7 separate regions of the Mus musculus genome follow, and regions 1, 2, 3, 4, 5 and 6 are each linked to region 7. A link is a contact called in public HiChIP or PLAC-seq and promoter capture Hi-C data. All regions are on one chromosome and are shown on one strand. The core of a region is the stretch at or near the end of the contact, and the rest is flanking DNA. Distances in the headings are between cores, read along the strand shown.

What was found. Promoter capture Hi-C pulls out the DNA fragments that hold promoters and counts their contacts. HiChIP or PLAC-seq counts read pairs in DNA pulled down with a chosen protein or histone mark. Capture Hi-C pulls out chosen DNA fragments and counts their contacts.
Region 1: a contact with region 7 is called in a promoter capture Hi-C map of stem cell-derived epiblast-like cells, with 2.5 times the contacts expected there. The contact joins the promoter of AU040972 here to the promoter of Nf1 in region 7. A contact is called at or near these places in 7 of 39 promoter capture datasets (the C10 cell line, embryonic stem cells, hippocampal neurons and 3 more) and 1 of 484 Hi-C or Micro-C datasets (embryonic stem cells).
Region 2: a promoter capture Hi-C map of pancreatic islet shows a contact between it and region 7. The contact joins the promoter of Evi2b here to the promoter of Nf1 in region 7. A contact is called at or near these places in 2 of 39 promoter capture datasets (macrophages and pre-B cells), 1 of 15 datasets of contacts at CTCF or cohesin (the NIH/3T3 cell line), 1 of 484 Hi-C or Micro-C datasets (CD4 T cells), 3 of 115 datasets of contacts at active chromatin or transcription factors (bone marrow-derived macrophages, effector CD8 T cells and memory CD8 T cells) and 3 of 9 other capture datasets (adipose tissue, liver and pancreatic islet).
Region 3: a promoter capture Hi-C map of stem cell-derived epiblast-like cells shows a contact between it and region 7, with 4 times the contacts expected there. The contact joins the promoter of Rab11fip4 here to the promoter of Nf1 in region 7. A contact is called at or near these places in 5 of 39 promoter capture datasets (the C10 cell line, embryonic stem cells, hippocampal neurons and 2 more), 1 of 15 datasets of contacts at CTCF or cohesin (large pre-B cells), 7 of 115 datasets of contacts at active chromatin or transcription factors (the SCID.adh cell line, bone marrow-derived macrophages, embryonic stem cells and 2 more) and 3 of 9 other capture datasets (adipose tissue, embryonic stem cells and liver).
Region 4: a contact with region 7 is called in a promoter capture Hi-C map of embryonic stem cells, with 2.0 times the contacts expected there. The contact joins the promoter of Omg here to the promoter of Nf1 in region 7. A contact is called at or near these places in 4 of 39 promoter capture datasets (the C10 cell line, embryonic stem cells, pre-B cells and 1 more), 1 of 115 datasets of contacts at active chromatin or transcription factors (memory CD8 T cells) and 1 of 9 other capture datasets (liver).
Region 5: a promoter capture Hi-C map of fetal liver shows a contact between it and region 7, with 3 times the contacts expected there. The contact joins the promoter of Ksr1 here to the promoter of Nf1 in region 7. A contact is called at or near these places in 7 of 39 promoter capture datasets (embryonic stem cells, fetal liver, hematopoietic stem and progenitor cells and 3 more), 4 of 484 Hi-C or Micro-C datasets (B cells, CD8 T cells, embryonic stem cells and 1 more), 3 of 115 datasets of contacts at active chromatin or transcription factors (all in embryonic stem cells) and 1 of 9 other capture datasets (adipose tissue).
Region 6: an H3K27ac HiChIP or PLAC-seq map of microglia shows a contact between it and region 7, with 5 times the contacts expected there. The contact joins the enhancer-like site here to the promoter of Nf1 in region 7. A contact is called at or near these places in 1 of 39 promoter capture datasets (the C10 cell line) and 8 of 115 datasets of contacts at active chromatin or transcription factors (bone marrow-derived macrophages, embryonic stem cells, large pre-B cells and 3 more).

What each region holds. Positions count from the first base shown.
Region 1 is chr11:79,481,733-79,485,346 of GRCm38.p6, forward strand. It overlaps AU040972 (expressed sequence AU040972), which reads right to left and starts at 2,299. Exons shown (of 4, transcript NR_045305.1): 1 at 2,214-2,299; 2 at 1,906-1,986; 3 at 1,652-1,832; 4 at 1-680. All of the region lies in intron 36 of Nf1 (neurofibromin 1), which reads left to right.
Region 2 is chr11:79,522,004-79,525,396 of GRCm38.p6, forward strand. Evi2b (ecotropic viral integration site 2b) reads right to left here and starts at 1,759. Exons shown (of 2, transcript NM_001077496.1): 1 at 1,609-1,759. All of the region lies in intron 36 of Nf1 (neurofibromin 1), which reads left to right. Evi2 (ecotropic viral integration site 2) reads right to left here. Exons shown (of 4, transcript NM_146023.4): 3 at 1,609-1,732.
Region 3 is chr11:79,589,799-79,593,134 of GRCm38.p6, forward strand. Rab11fip4 (RAB11 family interacting protein 4 (class II)) reads left to right here and starts at 1,414. Exons shown (of 15, transcript NM_175543.3): 1 at 1,414-1,636. The coding sequence starts at 1,478.
Region 4 is chr11:79,502,355-79,505,868 of GRCm38.p6, forward strand. It overlaps Omg (oligodendrocyte myelin glycoprotein), which reads right to left and starts at 1,728. Exons shown (of 2, transcript NM_019409.2): 1 at 1,549-1,728; 2 at 1-673. The coding sequence starts at 1,551. The region is part of intron 36 of Nf1 (neurofibromin 1); the gene reads left to right.
Region 5 is chr11:79,144,234-79,147,931 of GRCm38.p6, forward strand. It overlaps Ksr1 (kinase suppressor of ras 1), which reads right to left and starts at 2,240. Exons shown (of 19, transcript NM_013571.3): 1 at 1,822-2,240. The coding sequence starts at 2,046.
Region 6 is chr11:79,123,675-79,127,232 of GRCm38.p6, forward strand. All of the region lies in intron 1 of Ksr1 (kinase suppressor of ras 1), which reads right to left. Among named protein-coding and RNA genes, the nearest start is that of Ksr1, 21 kb to the right of the region's middle. Within about 2 kb of position 2,162, at least 49 of the 459 cell types and tissues checked have an H3K27ac peak or open chromatin away from gene starts, as enhancers often do. A contact at or near this core is called in microglia, where this site is marked.
Region 7 is chr11:79,338,168-79,341,823 of GRCm38.p6, forward strand. Nf1 (neurofibromin 1) reads left to right here and starts at 1,725. Exons shown (of 58, transcript NM_010897.2): 1 at 1,725-1,892. The coding sequence starts at 1,833.

The DNA.
Region 1 (3,614 bases), core at 1,049-3,548, 140 kb after region 7:
GCTCAGTGGTAGAGTGCTTGCCTAGCAAGTGCAAGGCCTTGGATTTGGTTCTCAGCTCAGGAGGGGTGGGGAGTGACAAAACTTGCCCAAACCCAAATCTTACTAGAATAATAATTTCTTCCACAGTAAATTAATATAAATTTTATTTTCTTAGTGTGCTTGTCATTTAGTAAATAATATGAGGTGCTGAAGTGAGCAGGCATTTGGGCTCATTTCTGCCTGAGTATGTACAAAAGAGTAAAAATACTGCACAGAAAAAGGGAGTGAGTGTTGAAGACTGGTCTGAGTGCCGTGCTCCCGCCTGCCACAGTCCCTGCAGTCGTGTTTATGCAGGGACTTGATGACCTGTTTCCTTGCCAGGTGCTCTTGGAGATGAGCTCCGAGGGCTTTGTCCCAGGATTGAGGCTTGGTCTTGATATGGCCTGTGGGCTCCTGGGGGAAGACGAGAGCATTCCAGGACTTGGGTTTCTTGTAGAATTTGAGGTGGTAGTTGTTGTGGTTGTGGTTGTGGTTGTGGTTGTGGTCATCCCAAGACTCAAGTTTTTTGTAGAATTTGAGGTGGTATTTGTTATTGTTGTTGCTGCTGTTGCTGCTATTGTTGTTGAAATTGTTCCCATAATATGAGCACACATGAGGAGCAGGGTGACAGTGAAGGAATGCTTGGTCATCGTTTTCTTTTGCTTTAAAGTGATCATAAAATTTAATACTCAGTTCACAAACACATAGACAATCACATATCTTTAGTTGTATCTCTATAGTATATTCACATAATATAAATGGACTTTTAAATTATTCATTAATGACCAAATAACAACCCTCCTTTCTGAACCTCACCCGATAACAGACTTGTTTTCTATCTAGGTCACTAACTTCAGGAATAAGCGTTCTGAATACTAGAAGGAGCTTGATTTTGTTTTCCTGTTTTGCAAACAAGTTAACCATGAGGCATTTGAACCAGTAAGAATGGGGTTGGTGTGAGGAACAGGACAGCAGCAAAGGTTCGACCTGAAGGACTGGCTGACAGACTGGGTGGGAGAGGAGAGTAGCAGGAGGAGGAGGAAGCTTCTCGCTTAGTAGTTTAAGGGGTAGCTCTACAAATTAGAATATTACTTTTAAATCTTTACAACAAAGTAGAAGAAAAAAACCAACCATAAGTCAAATGATTTCCCCAATGCTAAGGTTTCCTTCATTTTAACCTTCTTTAGGGGTAGAAGAGAGCAAAGGGCGAGCTGTTAAGAGAATTCCATAGCTTTTTAAAAAGGAAATCTAGAATTGACTACAAATGAGTCTGCCATTTTACAGCTGAGCCTACACGAGGGGTACATACAGCATGTCTAGAGATGCCTATTCTACAGTAAGCAGACTGAGAGCCTGAGTCTGAATCCTAGTTCAGGTTCTTTAGCCGGTATGAATGGTAACACAGAGCAGGCTCCTATACCAAAGGGTCAGTACTCTCTCTAGAATTAGGCTACTTTTCTCTTAGCATGTATTCAAATCTAATAGCTTGCTATACCTGTAATAAGCAGACCCCTGCTTACCATGATAAAATATTATATTTTTTGTTCAAATCTTAAACTTAAATTTTAGGAATATATACAAGAACTTCTATTTCATTCTAATACATAGTTAACCATTTTCGAGTTACTACTACCTTTTGATTTGGCAGACTAGTTTTGAAGATTATGAATTCAGCCTTTGTCTTGGGTCCTGGAGAATGATCCTGAAGGGAAGTCTCTTCTCACTCTCCGAGTTCTAAATAATATAGCTAGGAGCCAGTCACGTGCTTGGAGCCTCGCCTCTTTGGAAGTATCGGAAGGAGCGTTTCCAAACATCTAGTGTAAACAGGCAGACTTTGACAGAGATTAAGGCATTCAAATAAAATCTTTGTAAAGTCTATGTACTTACTTAAAGGATCCAGTGAATACCTCACTGCATTTAATCTTCCTGCATGCACCCAAATGGATTGCTTCATTGGGTTGACTCTAACTAGACGAATATATAATTTGCTTTGTAATTATCATGATTTCAAACCAAGTAAGAGCATTAATGATGATTTTAAAATAATTTAGGAATTTTACATCTTAAGAGATTAAATGTTGATAAATAAAGATAAAAGTACCCTCGCATGGCACTTTAAAGAAAGAATTAGACATGGAAGTGATAGTGTGAGACTCAATTACAGAAGTTTCCTTTTAAAAAATGTCCTAAGCCACCTCTCTCACGAGCTGAAGTCAGTGTTTTCCGGGGAAATAGGGCTGTGTTGTAGTAACAGCTTCATCTTCATGGCAGGCACCGTGAGTGTAGCAGGAATGGACACAAGGTGTGGTGTTGGTACACAAGGAAGTCACTGCGAGAGTGGCGGGGAACAAGCCAGTACATGTCCTTACTCTGTGCTGAGTTTTTCCCCTCCTTTGAATGAATAGGCAAATGCTTGCTAAATCTCTAACCTCACTTGTGGAGGGTAGTTGTGATCATACTTAGAAAATCAACAAAAGAAGCCTCTTGGCAACCAGAGCAGTGCACTAAGTCACTGCCTGAGATAGTGAGTGTCTGCTACCATGCCTCTCCTACTCCCTGCTTATTCTGAGAATTGACTCTAGGGAATAGAGTTGAAATGGTTGTAGTGATGTTTACTCCTTGAGCTAACTGTGGCCCAGTAATTAATTATGTTTTTCTAACCCTGACCTTTTGAATTTATTCTTTTACTCCTCCCCGCCCCTCTTTGAGACAGAATCTTCTGAACATCTGGCCTTAAACTCACCATCCTCTTCCCTCACGCTTCCAAGTGCTCAGATTACAGTGTGGCCATCAAGTCTGCCTATTCAGCTTATTATCAAGCTTCTAACAACTCAATCTTGCCTTACTTACTTCAGTGTTTTCTCCCTATTTTTTCTCAGAGTCTCTTTGTTTTGTTTTGCTTTATAAGATAGGGTCTCATGTAGCCCTGGGTCTTCTCGTAATCTGTTAATTTCATTTATCATTTAGCCAAATGACTAGCTGTCTAACCTTTGGTTTCTCACTATCTTATTTTTTTTATTAACCTTAATGATGCTAAACAAACAAAAATTATTTACCATTATCCAGCCTTGAAAGACCTTAATATTGTCATTGTGTCTGAAGTTTTTTCCTTCCTTGCTCAGAGTTCCTCCTGTGGAGGCCTACCTCTGATGTCAGTACCCTTTTTCTATGTATGAACATGCCCTAATTTTATGGTGAAGAATTAGTCATTTTAGGAAATTGCAGTTATCAGAGTCTGGGTTTTTTCTTGCCCTGCCTTCAGGTCAAGCACACCTCTTATTCTTTGTATTTTCTCTACCTTCTAGCATAGTAAGTATTATTAAGACTAGGAGACACTGGGATTTATTGAAAAGCTGTCAGTTTATTTCTGTCTCTCCAATGATATGATTAGTAATGTCTGAAGTAGCAACTATTGGTCATTTGACTTATTTCCTCTGTGTCATAAACATACGTTCACGAATCATCAGCCTAAATTTAAGAGCCCACTATTATTTTCTGGCTTCTATTTGGTAGGTCATATATACACTCATCTTTGACAACCTAAAGTTGAATCAATAGAAGTTTGACACTCAAATTATTTGGAACATTTTACCTGG
Region 2 (3,393 bases), core at 509-3,008, 180 kb after region 7:
CCAGAAAATTCCTGAGTAATAAGATTTATTTGCATGACCTAGGTGGTTGTATTTTCATCTTCCAAGTTTTAAAAAAAAAAGAAAGAGAGAGAGAGAGAACTTGGTTAACTTGACAAGCTGTCACAGCCCTAGTGGTGGCACAGTATGAAACCATGCTGCCCTGAGCCTTGGACTTCTGCTACATGCTGGAGCCTTTGTAGAATTATGAACAAGAAAGGCAGAGGAGAGGCAGAGAGGCAGAGGCCTAGGCAGAGCCAGGCAGATCTCTCTGTGAGTTCAAGGCCAGCCTGATTACAGAGTTCCAGGACTTTAATTAATTAATTAAACCAGGATGCTATAAAGAAAAGTTATGTTGATAAAGTGTTAAAATAGGACCTAACCCACTTCCAAATTATTTTTCTTTGGGATTGCAGGTCTTTGGAAGCTCAGTGCATTTTTATTTATTTTATGTAATTGTTCCATTTAGTCACAAGGCAAGTATCTTTTGTATATACCAACAAGTTTTTACAAAACGTTCTTTCTGTGAATGTTTCTTTCTGTTCATATTCTTCACTAACAGGTCAGCTCAGAGTATGTGGCATAAGCACACATGTGAATATGCACATACCCACTTTATCATAATATTTTTTCCTTATGGAACTTTTACCTTATTTTTTTTTTTTTTTTTTGGTTTTTTCGAGACAGGGTTTTTCTGTATAGCTCTGACTGTCCTGGAACTCACTTTGTAGACCAGGCTGGCCTCGAACTCAGAAATCCACCTGCCTCTGCCTCCTGAGTGCTGGGATTAAAGGCATGCGCCACCATGTCCGGCCTTATGGAACTTTTAAAATGACATAATATATGTCATAATTATTACTTAAATATAAAATTTATTTTATACAAAAATGACATCTAATTTAATTTCTCTTTAAGTTAAAACGAAGGTGACCATTGATGGTTTATAAACTAAAGTGTTAGACAAAAATAATTTATGCCAGTAATGGTAGTGAATGCTTTTAATCCTAGTAACTTGTGTGTTGGAGACAGAAAGATCTGAGTTAGAAGCCGGCCTGGGCTGCATGTAAAAGCACTGACTTTTTTTTTTTTTTTCTTTCTAAATAGTGGGGAAAATACTGATGAGATAATCTAAATCTATAGGAATAGACAGTCTGTGTAGAAAGTAACTTAGACTCTGTCCCCTCTCTGTTTACAATGCCAGGCCAAACCCCAGGCCTTATACATGTGGGGCAGGCTCTGCCCCAGCTTGAGAATTTTTTAAACAATATTTTAGAGATTGTAAATTTAGTCAAAGCCTGTAGAATTTAATTTTATTTTTAACTCTTGCCTTACTTAAAATTATTAAAGTGATTTAACAAATATTTTGACTGAGTAAACTTCAAAGGGCTGATAATATTAAAATCTTGATAAAAATCTTTCAGACAGTATCAACCCTGAGTATAAATTTATAAAATTCTGCACAGCAGGACCACAGAAACTTTCTGTAGACATCTTTAAACTGTTGAGAGCTGAATTCAACTAAGTATGAAACACTAATACTGTTTTAGTTTTTAAAATAAATAAGCAAAACTGAAATCAGAAATCAGAGGGCCTGTGTCCAGGTGTGCTTACCTGTGAACTTCTTTCGCAGAATGTAAATTCTTGTTCTAACAGGACATGTTGGTGATTTGGCTGAGAGAGCAAAGGGGTGTTTCAGTGCGGATTAACGGTGGTCTCCAGCGCACTGAGACGGCTTCTGTGCAGCAGAGGAAGTTTATCAGTAGCCGTTACAGGAAGTGCAATATGCCACAGAATGACTAAGAGTTTGCTCCTTCACCAGAGCGTATTTTGAAACACAATCTATATAACTTTAAGTGCTTGTAGCTGATGTTTGTAACTGATCCCTGACTCTCCAGGCATGGGGATCCATAATCTAAAAATTTAGGACGGAGTCTTGCCTGAGAAATTATCTATTCTGAGGTAAATTCTGAGGGATATTTCTTATTAGAAGAAATGAATGTTGTGTAGGTCTCAGGCAAGTCAGTGCCTTCTCACTCACCATTTCCTCCTCTAAAAACCTACTGTTTTGGAACATTGTGAGCACTGGGTAAGATGACACCTCCCATGGCAGGTGAGCCGTGCATGTGAGTGTTACTCCTTCATCGGTAGCTTAAATTGACTCCATGAGGATAACTGAATTATTCTGTGTCTGCCACCCAACTTCATCTTTGATTGCAGAAAATGGGAGCAACTGTCTGAAGTCATTTCCAATCAGGTCTGTTTTACCCTTGAAGAAGACAAGCAGAGCCTGGCATAATGATGCATGCCTGTAATCTCAGCATTTTAGAGGCAGAGCAGGAGGCTCTCTGGTGTGTTGGAGATCATCACACACAGTGACTTTGAGGCCAGCCTGAATTACAGAACAAACAAAACCCCTCACTCCACCCCCAGACCTTATAACCACAAAAGGACTAGGGCAGAGCAGCCAGAAGAGATGTGAGAGAAAGAAAGACATTCATGATGCTCTGGAGAGTAAAAGTGAAAGGGGAAAGTCTGCTTGCCCTCTGTGCTTTAATTTTCATTTTATCGACACTTTGCTTTATCTGGTTATGATTTACTAAACATTTAGGGAGAGGAACTTTTTTTTAAAACTAGTAGTAAATTCATGAGAAAATTTGTATCAGCAGTTAAGAGCACTGACTGTTCTTCCAAACAACCAAGTTCAGCTCCCAGCACCCACATGGAAGCTCACAACCATCTGTAACTCCAGTCCTAGAGAGGATCTGGTGCTCTCTTCTTGCCTCTGTGGGCACCAGACACATATGTAGTGCATAGACACATATGCAAGCAAAATACCCATACACATTAAAAAAGATAGAAAGAAAATAATTTGATTTCATGTGCCTCTCAACACACAGTTCATTTAAAGATGTAACCCAGAATTTGAAGTAACAGAGTTGACAGAGGTAAATGTGATGGTCAAGGGTAACACCATCGGGCTGCAGAGATGGCTCAGCAGTTAAGAGCACTGACTGCTCATCAGAAGGTCCTGGGTTCAAGTCCCAGCAACCACATGGAGACTCACAACCATCCATAATGAAATCTGACATCCTCTTCTGGTGCATCTGGAAACAGCTACAGTGTACTTATATATAATAAATAAATCTTTTATACGGGGGAAAAAGGTAACATCATCTAGGAAGTTAGGAAGAAACACCCAGTACTTGACTTGAAAGTCAGCTCAATATAACTGGAATCAGGTGGAGGGCGTGAGATTAGGCATTGATATTTTTATTTGGTTCTGATGTGTAGCCAGGATGAATCACTAATTAAGAGGAAAATGTTAAGGGCTTAGAGGGATGGCTTAATAGTTAAGGGCATTTGCTGCTCTTGTAGAGTACCCAAGTCTAACACCCA
Region 3 (3,336 bases), core at 164-2,663, 250 kb after region 7:
GCAGTTGAGGTGAGCAAGGAAGGTCTCTTGCTTTCCAGGTTGTGTTACCAGGGTGGGCTCTGAGAGACATTTTTGCAGCTCCCACCAGGGGGCAGGCCCCAGCTGCAACCTGCTTTCCATTTATCATTCATTCATTCATTCATTCATTCATTCATGTGTTAGTACCTCACAGAGAGGCATCCACCTACCAAGAAAAGAAAAACAAAAACAAAAACAAAAATCACTTTTCAGGACGGTACACCTCCCCTCTCTAGTGGTTGACTCCATGAACACGGTAGACTCTGATCCTTAAAGCCACAAGGCTTTCTTCCCAGGGAGATTGGACCTCTGGAAGAGTAAAGCATCAAATGGGGGGACAGCCTGGCTCACCCTTGGAGTCCTGACTCCAGGGGAGACTAAGCAGTCGCCACTCAGGACATCCATATTTAAGACTCATCCTGAAGACCAGAATGGAATTGGAGGCTCAGAGAGGGAGGCCCTGTGTGGTCCTTGTGCCAAACTGGGTACAAGTCCCCTGCACTCCCTGTTCACACCACTGAATTGCTCTGGGCTCACACTTGACCAGAGATCAAAAACATGAGGACACTAAGACATAGCATAACCCTTAGAGTTTCCCACCATGCACACCCTAGCAAAGTTTTAGAAATGCATGGGGATTTGGAAGAAGGGCTCAGAACTGAGGTGAGACAGACTGAGGAAGAAGCCTGCGCATATCTGGGGGCTCAGGCAAGGTCTGTGCTTGAGTTGGGCGCAACCACTCCTAAGTGGTCTGTTGTGCTGAACAAGGTTGATGGGTAGACGGGAGACTAGGCTTGACCTCTGCTCAGTTGAACTTCACTAGGAGAAGGCAAAATTGGTTGGGTCGTCCACACCCAGGATGGAGTCCCGAGCTCTGAGAGGCTGCCAGCAAAATAAGAGAGGACAGGAGCTACGGGTTCCCAAGCCACCGGTGTTTCTGGGCCCTGTTGACACTAAGCCTAATGGAAGACACTTCCTCCCACCACCACTTCTAGTCCCCTCCACCCGCCACCATTCTAAGGTTCCCTGCTCCTCCACACTGCGCCCATCCCTTTCCTTCAACAAGCGGAACGGCTTCTCAGGGGTCTCCGCTTCCAGGGAAGCGAAAGCAGCAATCGAATACTAGGCAAGGAACACCTGCAACACCCAGCGCTGACAAAGGACGCGGCCGGTGCACACTGGCTAGCCGCGGGGTGCACGGGCCGCGCTGAGTTCCAACCACCCCCCACCCCCCAACTCCAGCTCAGGTCTAGGAGGGGCGGAGCCTGGGGAGGCTCGGGTCCTTTTGTCTGCAGCCCCGCCCCGCCCCGCCCCCACGCGGGCCCGCGGCGCGCGGCAGACACGAGCGGCTGACACGAGCGGCCGCCGCGGGCGGAGGCTGCGCGCCGCAGACCCGGGCGGTGCGAGCGCGATGGCGAAGGCGGCAGCGCGGGGCTTGGGCTAGCTGCCGGCGGCGCGGATGGCGGGTGGCGCGGGCTGGGCGGGCGCCCCCGCGGCTCTGCTGCGCTCCGTGCGCCGCCTGCGCGAAGTGTTCGAGGTGTGCGGCCGCGACCCCGACGGCTTTCTACGCGTGGAGCGCGTCGCGGCGCTCGGCCTGCGCTTCGGGCAAGGAGAGGAGGTAAGGAGCTCGGGCGCGTCCCCGGGCCGGGGAAACCGCAGGGACCCCGCGCAGTCACATTCCGGGCCTCTCTGTGGATCACATGGCATGCCCGCGGTGGCCGGCCGGCCCACCTGCCGTTCCCCCTGGTCTGTCTCCAATCCCCCTTGATGTTTGGGGAGGGGAAGAGGTGCCCTTAAAATCCAGTCTCTGAGCACCCCCTCCCACACACAACCAAGTCACAGGGCTATGTGTGCACCGTGCCAGGCCTACGGGTGACAGGGATAAGCAGGGATGTTCTGCAGTCTCTGGTCCTTAGCTGTACCTACCCAACCTAGAAAAGAAGGGATGTCTGCTCCGGGCCACCCTGGATTCTGGTCCAGTTCCTGGTGACCTTCCACTCAAGCTAAATGGGCAGGCCTAGCTGGCAGCAGACTGTGCTGGCTGCAGAGGGCCAAGCAGGACCAAGCCGGGAGTGGTTAGCTGAGCCTCTGGTGTTGGTGTTGGGCCGCATGGGTGGCAGAGAGCAGAATTGTGGGTACTGTCAGCCAATGTGAAATGGCAGGGTCTGAACTGCCAGTGTGTAACGAATACCTATGCGTTGGGCTAGTGTCCTCCTGCCATCCTCACAGGGGCTAGTATCCGTGTCTGAGAGAAGGGCAGGACACCGTGTTAATGAAACCCTGCAGTGTTGAGCGTCTCTGGATTCAAAAGACCTGGTTGAACTTTGGGTTTCTAAGGTCATCTGAGACCCTCTGGGCCTTGGTTTCAACTGCTGTACTGGATGGCAAGTGGGAGGTGATGACAACCCCTTTCTAGGTGGCTGGGCACTCGCCAGAACCTGGAAATCCCCGAGAGCAGGAGGTGGAGGAGGGAGGCAGGTGTCAGGTGTGAGGACTCTGGTCCCCAGTCTCAGACAGCTTACTACTGCAGTTCTCCTTAAAGTCCTTTATCTCCTCTCTGGTTTGCTCGGGAGCATCTCCTGCTGCTACCTCAGCCTTTCTTCTACAGAGGATGCCAGCGTCCCACTTCTTGGCCAATACCTTCTACCTGAGCAGGCTGAGCAGCCCAGGAGGCTACAGGCTGCTGGTGTGGAGAATTCTCCTTGCTTTGGGCGGAAACCTGGGATCCAGAATCAGAAAACCTCAGGCATGGGGATGGCCCCCACTGGGGCCTCTGGCAGAGGGCTGGCTGGAGCCGTTTAATAGTATTCCTAGGCTGGACAAACACCTCCCATCCTTAGATCCTCTTCCCTCCGCATTCCAGACACCAACCAGCTTGTCACTGGGTCATTGTGGTTCTGCACAGGAACCTACCTGGGTTTCCCTTCTGCACTGTAGCCTATAAACCTTTGAAAACATCACTCCTCTACCCTTGTCCCTTGCCACCCTTTCACCCCTGTCTGAAGCTCCAAACCGTTTCCAAGCCAACTACCAGGAGCTAGATTCCTACAGAGGCTGCTGGTGAATTGTCAGACTGTTTTCTTAGCATTAGTGGGCCTGGACCTGATCAATACACACTCATGGGGTGGGGGCTACCTTTTCAGTGGTCCTACACACTCTCCACTCTTACCAAGTTTCTGGCTACTAGAACCTCTGGAGATGTGTTTGGAAAACTTCTGCCTAGGCAGAGCTCCTCTACCCTGGGGCCGGCCAGCGGTTCTTGTGCTTTCCTAAATCCACGAGTCGTAGCAGGAGTTTCTGTGACTACAGCAGGTTGCA
Region 4 (3,514 bases), core at 478-2,977, 160 kb after region 7:
GAAGAGTTATCTCTTGCAACTGCAAAAGTTGGTCAAAAGACTGTTCTGGAATGAATGTGAATTTATTGTTGTGCAGGTAAAGATGTGTGAGATTTGTCAGGTTTATTAATGTCCCTGGAAGGATTTGTGTCAGTGAGTTATTAGACAGGTCCACGATATGCAGTTTGGAAGGCATGTTGGTTGGAACTGTCCAAAGCTTGTTACTGCTGAGGTTAAGAACCTCGAGACTTCTTAGGGTATTTTTAATGAGAACAACCTTTTCCAGCATATTCTTAGAAACATCCAGGTATTTAAGGTTCCACTGATAAGCAGTATCAGATTTGTCAAGAAGTTTAATATTGTTGTTAGCAGCAGACATGTTCCAGAGAGACCGAGGTAACTGAGCAGGCAGACTTTCAAGCCTGTTGTTTGAAATATCCAGGGTTCTCAGATTGGTATATGGGGTTAACTGGTTATGCAGATCAGTAAAGTGGTTATAAGACAGGTTTAAATGTATAATGTTCTCCTGCAGTCCAGGTGGTAATGTAGTCAAGTTTCTGCCTGAACAGTCCACATGCCTGTGCCTCTCTGTGCATGTACACTGGAGAGGACAAATGCATAAGATGCCAGGCGTGAGAAACAGAAGGATGAACAGGCAGGAAGACATTTTCAGTATCTGATATTCCATCAAAGCCTGAAAACAAACAGATACATCCTTCTTTTAATATGCAAATTCACTCTCAGCATCTGCATGGGTCAGTTAGCATTCGGCAAAATTTTCAATAAACCTCCTTGTTGTTGAGTCCTTTTATAATTGTTCCAGTGATTAAACTAACAAAGCTGCCCTTCATTTATAGTCCAAATGCCTAATCCTTCAATTGGGGCTATGTGGTGGGTGGGGGTGGGGGAACTGGGGGGGAGAGAGACAGACAGACAGAAAGGCAGAGAGAGAGAGAGAGAGAGAGAGAGAGAGAGAGAGAGAGAGAGAGAGACTCTCCTACATTTTCTCTTTATTTTTATCCTTTAGTATATTCATCTTATTTATCTTCTCGGAGCCTTTATATGATAGAATGGCACTGTCTGCAAATGAGGAGTTTTATAGGCTTACTTAGGCTGTTACTATTTTTGATAATGTTTTTGATTCAGAAAAAAAATGGCTGTCATGTCTGTTTTTCTTAAATCTCTGCAGTATTATAAGACACAATATGTTTGTAGTTTGAGATGTTAAAACAGATTAAAACAGTTTTTGAAATTTCATCTTCTCATGGATAACTATATCCTGGTAAAAAACGTTTTAATGAACTTGGAAAAATCAAGCCCGATAGCGTACATTTGTAAAATGATTTTTTCCCTTATATTTCAGTACCAATTTTAAAGGAAAAACAATATATGTATTTACAAAGTGAGTGGACATTAAAATGAAAACCTCGGCTATTACTGCAGCAGATTTTGGTGCATGCACTTGTTATTGAATATATTCAATCCTAACATTAGCTTTAAAAAAAAAAAAAGCTAAAGAAAAGGAAAAAATTCAAAATCCGTCTTTTACCAATTTAAACAACTGCTTACCATAATGTCGTCTTCACTATCAGTATCTCATTTTCTCCGGGAAACTTGCAGCTTAAAGGTCGTCTTGTTGTGGGAGTCGGAAGGGTTTCTGGCTGTGGGCTCTGCTTGCCAGCTCAGCTGCATTGTGTTGCTGTGAGCCGAAGCTCTGCAACCACCTGATCAGCACCACATAGGAGGACTGCAGAGCTGTCATTGGTGCTGACTCAAATTTATTGCAAGAGGTGCATACGCAACAAAATGGACTTTTTTTTTTCTTTTTCTTTTTCTTTTTTTTTTTTTTTTTTTTTAATTTACAGCCCAGAGAGTGCCTTACATAGCTTCAGTTCTCTGTCGGGTAGAATACTTCATGCAAATTAGGGCTGGGCTTTACTTCTGTGTATTTCTCTGAGTTTAGGTTGCACATTTAACATTTGCTTGCTGTAATTTTTCTTAAAGCCTCTACATTCTTTCTATGTGTTGAAAAATGTTCTTTGTGAATTGATTTCCAGGATATTCATTGAACTATTTTTAATCTCCGCATTTTTATGTTCTTTTCAAAAACAGTTAAATTGTCTCGTAACCTTTTCATATGTATGTCATGATAGAAATCTTGATTTTTATGTCTTCCTCCATCGTGGCTACTATTATTATATTTAATTAGCTTTTCGAATTTATCAGTCAATTACGTGTTTCATCTTACCTTTTAGGAAGCACAGGAATACTCAATATGATTACTTTGTTTTTGCCTTCCTGATACAAAAGATCGTTTGACTAATGCTGCACACAGGCCAGCTGCGTTGTCGTCACAGTCTCCTTCCCCAGCACATGCACACAGTCCTGCCTTAGTGACAGTGATCAAATAAGAACAAGCCACATGTAAAATAAGGATGCTGGACTATAAAACAACACCAGCCTAAAATACGTTTCACTGTGTCTTCCTGGCTGGCCTGGAACTCACAGAGATCTTCCTACTTCTGTTTCTCACTGCTAGAATTAAAGATGTGCACTACCATAACCAGTAGATACTAGATATTTTGTTTTGTTTCTTCTATTTTAATGTTCTACTTTTAATTACCAGTCAAATGGTAAAATAATTGTTTACATTTTATGTATTTGAGTTAGATGGAGTTGTTTGGTTTTGATTTTGCTATTTTTTTTCTTCCATGAAACTTGTTTTGGATGGTATGGATAGAGTATTGCTTTCTCCAGAGGTATTGTTGGGTCTGAACAAAAGATAATTTTATTTTTATGAATAGCAGTATCAAAGCTGGAGTGGCAACACACACCTTTAATCCTAGCATTCAGCAGGTGGAAGTAAGAAGGCCAGGAATTGAAGCCCAGCTTTGACTACACAGCAAGCTCAAGGCCAGCCTAGAATAGATGAGACCCTGTCTGAAAATATAAAATAAAATGCTGGCCATGGCGGTGCTCAGCTTTAGTCCCAGCACTCAGGTGACAGAAGCAGGGAAATCTCTACACATCCGAGGCCAGCCTGGTCTACAGCGAGTCCAAGACAGCCAGGGCTACATGGAGAAATGCTACCTCAAAAAACCAAAATAAACAAAATAAATAAAAACTATTACTTTCCAATTGTTTATTTAGTGTTTCATATTTATATGTTATCTTTCCCAGAAAGTCAATAGACTTAAAAATATATGTAACAATGTTTGTAAAAGATGAAACTATAATCAAAATTTTTGTAAAATATGACTAGATTCATGGTATTTTAAGTAAACTAGATAAATAATCACTTGAAACTCAAACCTATATTACAAAATGACCACTTATCATAGGAAAGAAAAGGAGAAAATTAAGACATACTTATTATGAAATTGTCACCATATAAAAACCAGCAATTATTAGTATATTACATTTTAAGTAATACCTTGTATTGTCTCCTGCTAAATCTCATGGGCTGTAGTTTTATTTGTATCTAAAAAGGAATTGATGGAATTGAAATCTATAGCTTATCTTCTTAGAACAGAAC
Region 5 (3,698 bases), core at 990-3,489, 190 kb before region 7:
AGGGCATGTGTCTTGTTCACACTGCAAATGGCCCTTGGGCCTTCAGAAGCCACAAGAGATGACCTCAAAATGCACCCAGTAGGGAGGCTACTGCCTAACCAGCTCAGAGGCCTGAACAGCTGGAGACTCTGGGGTATCTGATGTCACAACTTTGTCAAGATGTGCAATCTCAGAGGACAAAGAGAATTTGCAGAGAATAAAGAATAAGCCATTCTACATACAACCAGGGACCCAGGAGCACCTCAAAGGGACCTGGGGAGGAACTACAAAGGCCAACCCAGAACATTCAACAGCCCAACAACATAGCAACTCAACAGATATACATGGCAGGACAACGAGCCCAGAACTATGACACACAGGCCTCCTATTGTATCAGCCTAAAAAGTGAACTTTGCTGGACACACACACTCAGCTGTGTTCAAGAAATCCACATGCAGAGACTCCCAGTGCAGGGTTTTGTTGGTTTGTTTTTAAGGCAAACCCCAGGTCAGTCCTGCTATAGCAACTGTAACAAAAAAACAATAATAATAGCCAGCACTGTTTGGAGTCTCCCAATGTCCCTGGCTTCATGGCTTTTATGAAAATACAACTAAGGGAGAGTCACCCTGAGCATTTTGGATCAAACAAGGATTCAGGCTTGTGGTGCGAGAGGAGGGAGGGCTGGTCTTGTAATAATTACAGCAATCATCAGCTGGCTCTAGGACAGCTGGCAGATGCAATTAGCAATTGTGTGTGTGTGTGTGTGTGTGTGTGTGTGAGAGAGAGAGAGAGAGAGAGAGAGAGAGAGAGAGGAGAGAGAAAGGGTATTATGTATCTAACAAGACATCCTCAGACCTACAGAAACCAAATGTGGCAATGCCAGGGAAAGGCCCTTCTTAGGGAAAGAGTTACTAAATAACCCCTTCACTTTCAAAGGTCTTCCAGTCTCTGGGCAAAAGCAAGTTGGGAAGGCACTAGTTTCCCCCCCAATGTGTAAGGGGGTGGGGGAGCGTCCCCTTCTGAAATGCCAACCACCTTTCTGGCTGGTTCTTCCAAATCGTTTTAATGCTGCACTTCCCAACTGTATAATTTGAGAGAAGAGAGCTCACACATCTTGTTTCCTCATTGCACTCCAGGTTATCTCTGTCAGCAACCCCCTTAAGTAGCCTGTTCTTACCAAAGGTTCCCTTCCCCAGTATAATCCTTCCTAGGCCAAAGCTCAGTGTTTGGGGTGGAGTAGGGAAGTCAAAGGGTAATTTCATTTTAAGCAGTGAACCGCTGTGACATCTCCAAAGACAAGCACCCCAACGCCTGAACAGCAAAAATGCTGTTTCAGCAAACACTTTTTGAAAAGCGGCAGAGACCTGGTGGAAAGGAAAGAAACGGACAACAAGGAGAGTGGGGAGTGAGGGGAAAGTCAGTGCCACCGATCGATCGACGCTCACACTTCAAGGGACGTCCCCCACATCGCCCCAGCCCACGCTACCGGACTTAAAGCACACGGAGAAAAGACCGGCGCGTGATTCAGTGGGACAATGACTACTGTGGGCACTGGAAATAGGGTGAAGGCGGAAAGGGGTTTGCAGTGGGGTGCCCTGTGCATCCTACTCGGCACGCTGGTCTTCGAGACTCGATCCAGTTCCACGCTAACACCCCCCTCCCCTAAATTCTTCCAAAGTGAGAGCTGGTCGTAGGTCCTCACGCTGCCGCATCAGAGAGCTCGGGAAAGGGAGGAAGACTCCAGCCAGCAACCCCGCTGCAGGATGCAACTCGGGAAGGAAAGCAGTGGGGCGGCTCCCGGGCCACCGCCGGGTCCGGACGTGGGGCGCAACGGCCCCTTACCTCTAGGGTCCGGATCTCCTGCTGTGTGAGGTCGTTAGACACTGAGCACTTGGTGCGCAGCCCGCGCAGACTGCCGATGGAGATATCGATGAGCTTCTGCAGCTGGCCGCACTGCTGCAGCGCCCGGCTGACGGCGGCCCCTGCGCCCCCGTCCGCCGCGGCGCCCCCGCCGCCGCCCTCCTTTTTCTCGCCCATCGCTGCCGCGCGCAACGCCGCTCTATCCATGCCTCGGCATCGGGGCCGCTGGGGGCCGAGGCGAGGAGCCCGGGGACACGGGCGCCTCGGCAGGAAAGCCCCGAGCCAGGAAGGCTGCACTAGGAGCGCCCCTTGGCGCCGCCTAAGCCTGCAGTCCCGAAAGCCTGCTGCCCAGTCCGCTCCTCCTCCCGCCCAGACGCGGCGGCAAAGCGAAAGCCTCCACTACCCGACGGCTGTGGTTGTTGGAGCCTTTAAGCGACAGCGGGGGCCGGATCGGGGCCGCGACGCATTCTGGGACTTGTAGTCCGCGCATCGCATCTGCTTTCTGGCCCGCGCCCTCGGGGCCCCGCCCGCACTTCGGCCCCGCCTGACGTCTAGAAGGGGCTGCTCTGCGCCTGCTCCAATTCGTGCGCGTCGTGGTCTAGGGAGTTTGATTCCTTTACCCCCATCTCCCACTACTACACCCTTCTCACACACGCAAGCGCACACACATCAGTAGCTTTCCGAGACTGGCGAATGGGGTGGGGAAGGGGCTGATGGCTCAGACCCAGATAACCCCTGTCTTGTAGGATATTGAGGGTCCTAAAATTTTTGTATGAGTTTAGGGGTTACCATGTATGGGAATGCGCTAAAAGTGTAGCTCAGCGGCAGAACATTTGCCAGGCAAACACAAAGCCCTAGGTTTGATTCCCCAACACTATCAAAAGAAAAGAAAAAGAAACACCCACCTTCATCAAAATCTCACAACACCCGACGAGGCTGTGTTTGTGTTCACATAGAGCTTGACCCTGAATTGTCACACCAAAGTTACTGTGCAGGCAAGGAGAAAGGACTTTCTTCTGTGTTCTATTTACTCAACAAAATAAATTTAGTGCCCCCCATACCCTGTAGATGCCACATGGGCAAAATATTAATTTGTTGAACAGTTCTAAGAGTTTCGAGCCAGAGAGAACCTGGGTCTACCCAGTATGTGAACTTGGACAAATAGCTTTCCTCTGAGTGCCCAAGTTTCCCCTTCACATCAAATAGGGTAGTCATAGCCATCTAGTCTAGAGGGTTTCTTTAAAAAAGTTATGTTTCTAACAGCACCCATATTAACTGCTGGCATGTGCGATCAAGTATACATGCTAGCTCCTTTCTAACTTCACACTATCTAGATGAGACCCTGAGCCTCAGCAGTCAGTGGTCTTAGCAGTGGTGTTTCCCAGTCTGCCCTAATTTAAGCTTTACCACACCTGCTCATTCTCCTCTCCCATCAGTCCACCTCACATGTTCTAGCAATAAAAATGAAGTGAAAATGAGCCAGGTGGCAGTGGCACTCTGGAAGCAGAGGCAGGAGAATCTCTGTGAGTTCCAGGCCAGCCTGGTCTACAGAGCAAGTTCCAAGACAGCCAGGGCTACACAGAGAAACCCTGTCTCGAAAAAAGAAGTAAAAACTGAAGTCAAGTGTACACACTTTTAATCCCAGCACTCCAGAGGCAGAGGCAGGAGGATCTCTGTGAGTTCAAGACCAATCTGGTCAAATAGTGAATTCAAGACCAGCTTGGGCTACATATATAGTGAGGTCTTGCCTCAAAAACAGTGTTGGGTTAGACAGATAGCTCAGCAGTTAGGAGCGCTCGCTCCTGCAAAGGATGAGGAGTTCTGTGCCCTGCATCCGTGTGATGGATCACAGCCATTTG
Region 6 (3,558 bases), core at 912-3,411, 210 kb before region 7:
TCTGAGAGAGAGATTTGCCAGCAGGAATTTCACAGGAATTTCAGGAAAGAGGCCTGGACTGGGGAGGCTGGGAGCAACCCAGGTCGCAGATAATCCTGTGGGAACTGTCTGGACTGGTCTCTGATCGAGATGAAAGGCTATGATTTGTACCCTAGTTTCTAGATAAGGTGGCAGTCCCTGGGAAAAGACATTCCCTTTGCCTAAAGGCAATTCTAGGACTGACCGGGCTAGAAGCCATCAGCAACCAGAGCTTACAAAGCAGCGGACAGGAAGTAGGCTCCTGATGGGTCTTCAGCCATTCCAGGCCTCTGCAGCAAGCCTTGACTCTGCAGAGGGTTCTCAAAGCAGCTGTGGGCTACCATCAGCCCGAGGATCTCAGAAAGACACAACTCACATGAAGTCACGGAGGAAGAGCACTGTCACGCACAATGGATCTGACAGGATCTAATGTTCTCAGTCCTGGGTTTAGATTATTTTTAAGAACACATAATTTCACTTCAAAAAGAGAGAGAGAGAGACCTGTCGACAAGTTGCTCTCTGAATTTCTGAATTTTCCATTTTCTTCCTCATTGTGCTCAAGCTCCTACTTCACACACCTGAAAAAAAAAATCTATTTTTTGATCTGTAAACTCAAGCCATGTCACGTGAGCAGATATTCACACTGAGCTAGGGGCCAGGTTGTGGCAACAGAATGGTTAAACCTTCCCAGCGGGGACAAAAATTAAACCTGAGAAATGTTTCCCACATTAAACTCCATGAAAATTTACCCAAAACATTTTTACATAAACATGGCATGATTTTTCCCTGACAGAAGAAACGTAGGTTTTACCAAAGAAAACCCGAGAAAGGAAGGAAGCCAACCACCTAAGCCCTTACCACCTATACCACCTAAGCATGATGGCAGGGGCCGAGGATCCCAGCTGCCTGAGGCAGGAAGATTGGAATTGCAGGGCCTGCCCTGGCAACTTAGTAACACCCTGTCTCAAAATTTAAAAAAAAAAAAAAAAATCAGGTGGGCAAGAATACAGCACAGTCAACCACCCCACCCCCGGGGGGGGGGGGGGGCGGTGAATTCTAGAACAACAAAAAAATAAATAAAACAAGAAAGGGAAGGTGCCAAGAAGACAAGCCAGAGCCAGGCGTGGTGGCGCACACCTTTAATCCCAGCACTTGGGAGGCAGAGGCAGAGGCAGAGGCAGAGGCAGAGGCAGAGGCAGAGGCAGAGGCAGAGGCAGAGGCAGAGGCAGGCGGATTTCTGAGTTGGAGGCCAGCCTGGTCTACAAAGTGAGTTCCAGGACAGCCAGAGCTATACAGAGAAACTTTGTCTCGAAAAACCAAAAAAAAAAAAAAAAAAAAAAAAAGAAGACAAGCCAGAGAGAAGGCCATCCTTCAATAGCAGCCTTTGCATGTATTTGTCTTTCCGTCTTTTTGTTTTGTTTTGTTTTTTGTTGTTTTGTTTTGGTTTTGGGGGTTTTGTTTGGTTTTTTTGAGACAGGGTTTCTCTGTGTAGCCCTGGCTGTCCTGGAACTTACTCTGTAGACCAGGCTGGCCTTGAATTTAGAGATCTGCCTGCCTCTGCCTCCCAAGTCCTGGGATGAAAAGTGTGCACCTCCACCACCTGGCTTGTCTCATTTTTTAATAATTAAGTGGATTCCCGCTCTTTGGTGACATCTTTTTTGCTTAGTTGATTGTTTTTAGTTTTTTTTTTTCCCCCAGTTAGCGGTATACTAGGATCATTTTTTAATTCTTTATAGCAAGGGGGTGTTTTAAAGGCTGTCATTCAAATGCGCTTGGTCTTGCTGGCACAGTATCTCAGGGTTGTATGTTTAGGGTTAGACAGGTGGATTGTTGCAATTCCCCATGGGTGTAAACCATGCTGTGTTGAGCATCCTTGGGGACCACTAGTCACATTCTCTGAGTTCTCGCTGGCCCTTAACCCCTTTGATGTGCACTTGCCTCAGGCTGGGCATAGTGACATGGGTTTACAAACCTCAACAGGAAAGAGCATCCTATACTAGGATCCAGTTCAAGGCTAGTTTGGGCTCCATAGCAAGGTTCTGTCTCAAAAGCAAAACTCTTCCCCTAACAACCTAAGAGTGGGACCTCAAGCCTAAGGCAGCTAGCAGCAGAAAGGGGAAGCACACAGGAGCCCACTTCAGCAACTCCAAAAGCCAGCGCTGTCCCTTGCTTATTCTGCTTGTATTTCTAAGAGGCCATGGAGGCGGCACATAGGCTAGGGCTGGTGTGTGGAGGTCAGAGGACAATCCACTGGAGGGGGTTCCCTCTCCACCATGTGGCTTCAGGAAACTGAACGTAGGTCAGCAGGCTCGGCAGCAACCACATTTACCCCCTGAGCCGTCTCGCCTGGGCTGCCATCGCGTCTTACAGAGCTTCCTGTCACACAAAACTACTGTGGAGGGGCTGCAGACTAGTTCAGCAGTTAGGAGCACATGCTGTCCCTGCAGAAGACATGGCAGCCCACAACCATCAGTGACCAGTTCCAGGGGTTTCTGACACGTTCTGCTCCCCACAGATGCTGTAAGCACATGGTATAGTGTATACATGCAGGTCAGACACTCACATATATAAAATTGTAAACTTTTTAAAAGCTGAGGACAACCAAGGAAGACAACTGATACTAACCTATGGCTTCCACGTGTGCACATACATTCATGGAACCTACACTCTTGTACACACCACACACAGAGAGAGAGATTGGTTGACTGGTTGTCTGACTGATTAGTTATTAACACATGCTCAATACTGTAATCTCAGTGCTCAGAAAGCTGACTCCAGAGGACTGCATATTCCCGGGCCAGTCTCAATAGCCTCAACCAGAAGGAAAAGACCTTGTTTCAACAACAATGACAAAACCCCAGACATGTCCGTCTTCATCCTTAAAGGGAAAGGAAATCTCTCCTATAGGTAAAGTCACCCACCCTCTGTGGAGAATGGGTAGCCATCCCTGAGGTGGCTGGGAAAGCGTCGAGGGTATCCTGGAAAGGCTGAGACAGGCAGCAGGGAGTGGGGCAGGGTCACTGGGTTGCTGTTTTCCCTGTGTGGCTGGATTCCACACTCGCATCATCATGTGTCCAGCGACAGAGACCTGTCAGACTGCAAGTTTAATCCCAGGCTATCATACTACCAGTGGATGGCCCTTCGGGAGCTGCTTAGACCCCCAGGGGCAGCTGAAGATAAGTGTCCTCTGTGAGCAAAGAGCCCTGAACAGTTCCTGTACGGTTCCTGTACCAGTGGATGCTACAGTTACAAACATCCTCATCGACACTGGTACCCAACTCCCAGGGTGTCTCTAAGAGGACCAACAAGCATGGGCACCTTGGAAATGAAGCTGGGGCCACAGTCTTCCTCCCAAGATGGCTGATGCTGAGGGACCTGCACTCAAAGGGGCAGGATTCCCCTTGTTAGTGGGGATTCGGCTTACAGACAGCAGCCATCACTGCTTAAACGGAGGCAGCAGGACTTGGGAAGCTCTTTCTGCACCAGGCCAGTTCTGTTCCCACAGGACTCCTTGCTAGAAATAGCTCAGAAGAGAGTGAT
Region 7 (3,656 bases), core at 475-2,974:
AACAGCCAATCTCTGTCCTTTTGTTTCAGTGGAATGAAACATTAACTTAATTTGCATCTTGGAAGATCACTAACCTACCTAGACTTGAGACTTCTTTTACAGCTATACCACTTTGTCCGTGGGCTACTAGCTCTGTGGATTTTCTGTGGTGAAATGAAAATTGTGGTTTTGTTTCATCTTATCACCCAGTTGGTATCTTCCTATGTGGCTAATGGTTGATGGCTGCAGGCTGTTGTCTGAGTGCGCGTCCACACTTTTGTTTTTGAGACAAGGCCACACTATGGAGCAGTGGTTGACTCAGGAGGATTTGCTTGCCTCTAATGAAAGCGAGCATCTCCACATCCTGCTTCTAAACACATTTTAACACTGACTTAATTCAAGTGCATTGAAGAAAACTCATTTCAAAGTCCAGTGTCAGAGCGCCTTTCCCTCCCCATCCGATGAGTAGAGAGCTTCACCCTGTAGCTCTGCTTGGCCTGGAAATCCCCAAGTAGAACAGGCTAGCCCCGAGCAAACTATCTTTTGGGTTTATCCTCTTTTGTAAGTGTGCACAGCCAATTCCACACAAGTCCTTCAAACTCTGGTTCTGGGCATTGGGAAGGCCCTTGTTTCTGGAGAGCCATCCTTCTCGATTTGTTCTTAGAGTCAAACCATTTTGGTACTTATCAGCCCTTGGGCATGTATCCTGGAACCTCCAGTGCTCTGTTCATCAGATAGGTCAGGCTACTGAGTCCTACTGGAAAGGTTTGTTCGAAAGGCTGAAATGCATAAATGTTAGGCCTTTTAAAGGTCTTTACAGTATGGTGAACTAGTCTTCAATCTGAATTATCATCCGTGCAAAAAGTTTTATTAACTTGGTTGTCCGTCAGTTTAGTTGAGGAATTTCGGATTGGGGAATTCTAGTCTCCAACTTGGATCACCACTGGGCCTTGCTTTGGAATTTAAGCGACATTAAAAAGAAAAAAATCACGGAATCTCTCTTGGCCTTCTTTTTACCCGTTTTCAGCAGCCTTCAGAAGCCCCATCGACTGCGTGGCGGTGTGTGCCTTACATTTTTAAGTGAAGAAAGCGGAGAGAGACTGACTCCAGCCTCCGGGACAGATCAGCGACAGAGATCAGCGGTCGGAGAGAAAGCCTAGCCTCAGGACACCCTAACTTCTAACCCCGGGAGCGATCCAAGCCCGGAGGCCAGCGGGGGAAGGGCTGTTCGAGGCGGCGGTGGCAATGACAGCCTACGCACCGGAGTCGGCTCAGATTCTCTGGCCAGAGCCCCGCGCCAGTTTAGGTGGGGAGACCCGCGGCAGCGAGGGACGCGCGCCTCCGGGCCCGGAGGAGTTAGGTGACGTCACCTCCAGGAGGACTCGCTTTTTCATTAATGAAACCGGCCGGCCGCGGGCGCATGCGCAGCAGGCCCCTTCCCTCTCGCTTCCCCCTCCCCTTTCCCAGCCGCGCTCTCAATCTCAAGCTCGCTCGCTCTCCCTCTCCCCGAGCCGTGGAAAGGATCCCACTTCCGGTGGGGTGTCATGGCGGCGTCTCGGACTGTGATGGCTGAGGGGAGACGGCGCTAGTGGGGAGAGCCACCCACAGGCGCCCTCCCCTCCCCGGGCTCCCCTCCCCACCCCTCCCCCAGTCTCCTCGCCAACGCCCCCTTCCCCTGTCCCCCTCCCGGCGGGCCGCGCGGGCCCCCGTCCCCACCCCCGTGGGAACGCTAGCTGCCCGCACTCCTCAGCCGCTCGGCTCGCCGCTGCCCTCACCTCCGCGCCGGCCGCCCGCCCGCCCTCAGGCGGGCCCCGGACGCCGGCCCTCCACCGCCCCCGGGTCGCCGGGAGGACATGGCCGCACACAGGCCGGTGGAATGGGTCCAGGCCGTGGTCAGCCGCTTCGACGAGCAGGTAACGGGCCGCGGCGGGCAGGAGGTGGGAGCGGGTGGGGGTGGGGACGCGGTGGGTGAGGGGAGGAAGGAGCGGCTGCCTCTCGGGCTGCCGGGGGCTCCGCAGACCGAGGAAGGGCTGGGGTGGGGGGGCGACGCTAGGGGACTGCCCGGGGATTCGGCTGTGAGCCGGGGCTCTCCTTCCCTCCTAAACCGGGGGGGTGGGGCCTTGCCCGTGACCAGCCCTCCATCCCCTTTATCCCAGCCCTTCCGCTTGCTCTTGGTGCGGGGATGAGTGACCTGGGGGCGCTTTCAGGGCCACTCCATCTGGATTTAATGGTTCTCTCTTAACTCTCCCCTTTTAGAAGGAGGTAGATAGGGGTTCCCTCTTCCCTTAACCCCCTCCCCCCCATCCTCGTAACTGGGGATAACCGAAGGAACCCCCAGTCTGTGTATGCATCCCCAGTAGGAGCAAGATAATATCCTGCCCCACCCCCATTTTCTGTAGCTGCCCCTTGGGGGCAGGAGTAGGGAAAGCACAGGTTTTCTTACTTTTCTGCTCGGGGCGTCAGCTTGCCTGGATGATGTTCACACCAGCATCCTTGATAGCCGGATGACACAAGGTTGCCTTTTGCGTTTGCAGGGGAAACCGTAGTTCTGAAATGACTCCCCTCCCCCTTCCTTGCTTGATGATCACACCCCCCTCTCCAGTCCCTGCTTGCCAGCAGCCCCAGAATGAATCTTGGCTTTCCTAAGTGAGACTCCAAGAGTAAGGGGAGAAGGGTGAAAGCAAAGGGAAAATCTAGCTACAGACTAGACAGCAGAGACAGACAGCTAGGATGTGGTCCTAGGGCCAATAATTGTGACCATGGTTTGTTGTTGTTTGACTTGTTTTTGACTCTTTGAACCCTCATTGAGACTACTTGGGATGGAGGGAAAAGTTTTGTAGTTTAGGAAGGTTGCTTTTTATTCGCTGAGTTTTCCACACATAAAATTCTAAGGCTGATGAGTAGACAACCCACACATAGCCTTTTGTCCATGAGAACTAGTTTAATTTGATGCTATCTACAGATAGCTGGGGCTGGTTTAAAGGATGGTTGCTTTTTGTTGCAGTTCTGCCAGGGGGTGTCCTCTAATGAGAGAATTGTTTAGAATTGAACCAATCTCTTTTGTTTATTGGGTTTAATCACAAAACTGATTATGGGAGCTGACAGGTAGGGGAAGGGTTTCTTCTTTAATTTGACCAGCAGACATTTTTTTATAGGACTCAATCTTTTGACCTATCCGACAGAGGAAGTCTACCCAGAGGACACTGGGAAACCTACACAGAGCTGAATGTGGTGGTTATATGACTTTTGTCCCAGCACACAGGAGGTCAGAGGCAGGTAGATCTCTGTGTGTTGGAGGCCAGCCTGGTCTACAGACTACATGCCAGGATGTCAAGGTTACTAAGGGAGATTCTGTCTCAACACCCCCCCCCCAAAAAAAACAAACCTACATAGATAAAATTTTGTAGCTATCAGAGACTTCATTCATTTGGTTTCCAGACCAAAAGGCATCAAAACAAACTGTTGTTGTAACCCGCCTGAAGAAGTAAATATTACTGTGTAAATTGGTCCAGTTATAGAGCATTAGATTTCAGTAGAACATTAAGTAGAATGTTAGATTCTAAACTTGATAGAAAAGAATTGCTGTGTAGAACTTAAAAAAAAAAGGGATTTAAGGGGCTAAAGAGGTGGGTTTAGCAGTTAAAAGCACTTGTTGCTCGGGCAGAGGACCTGGGTTT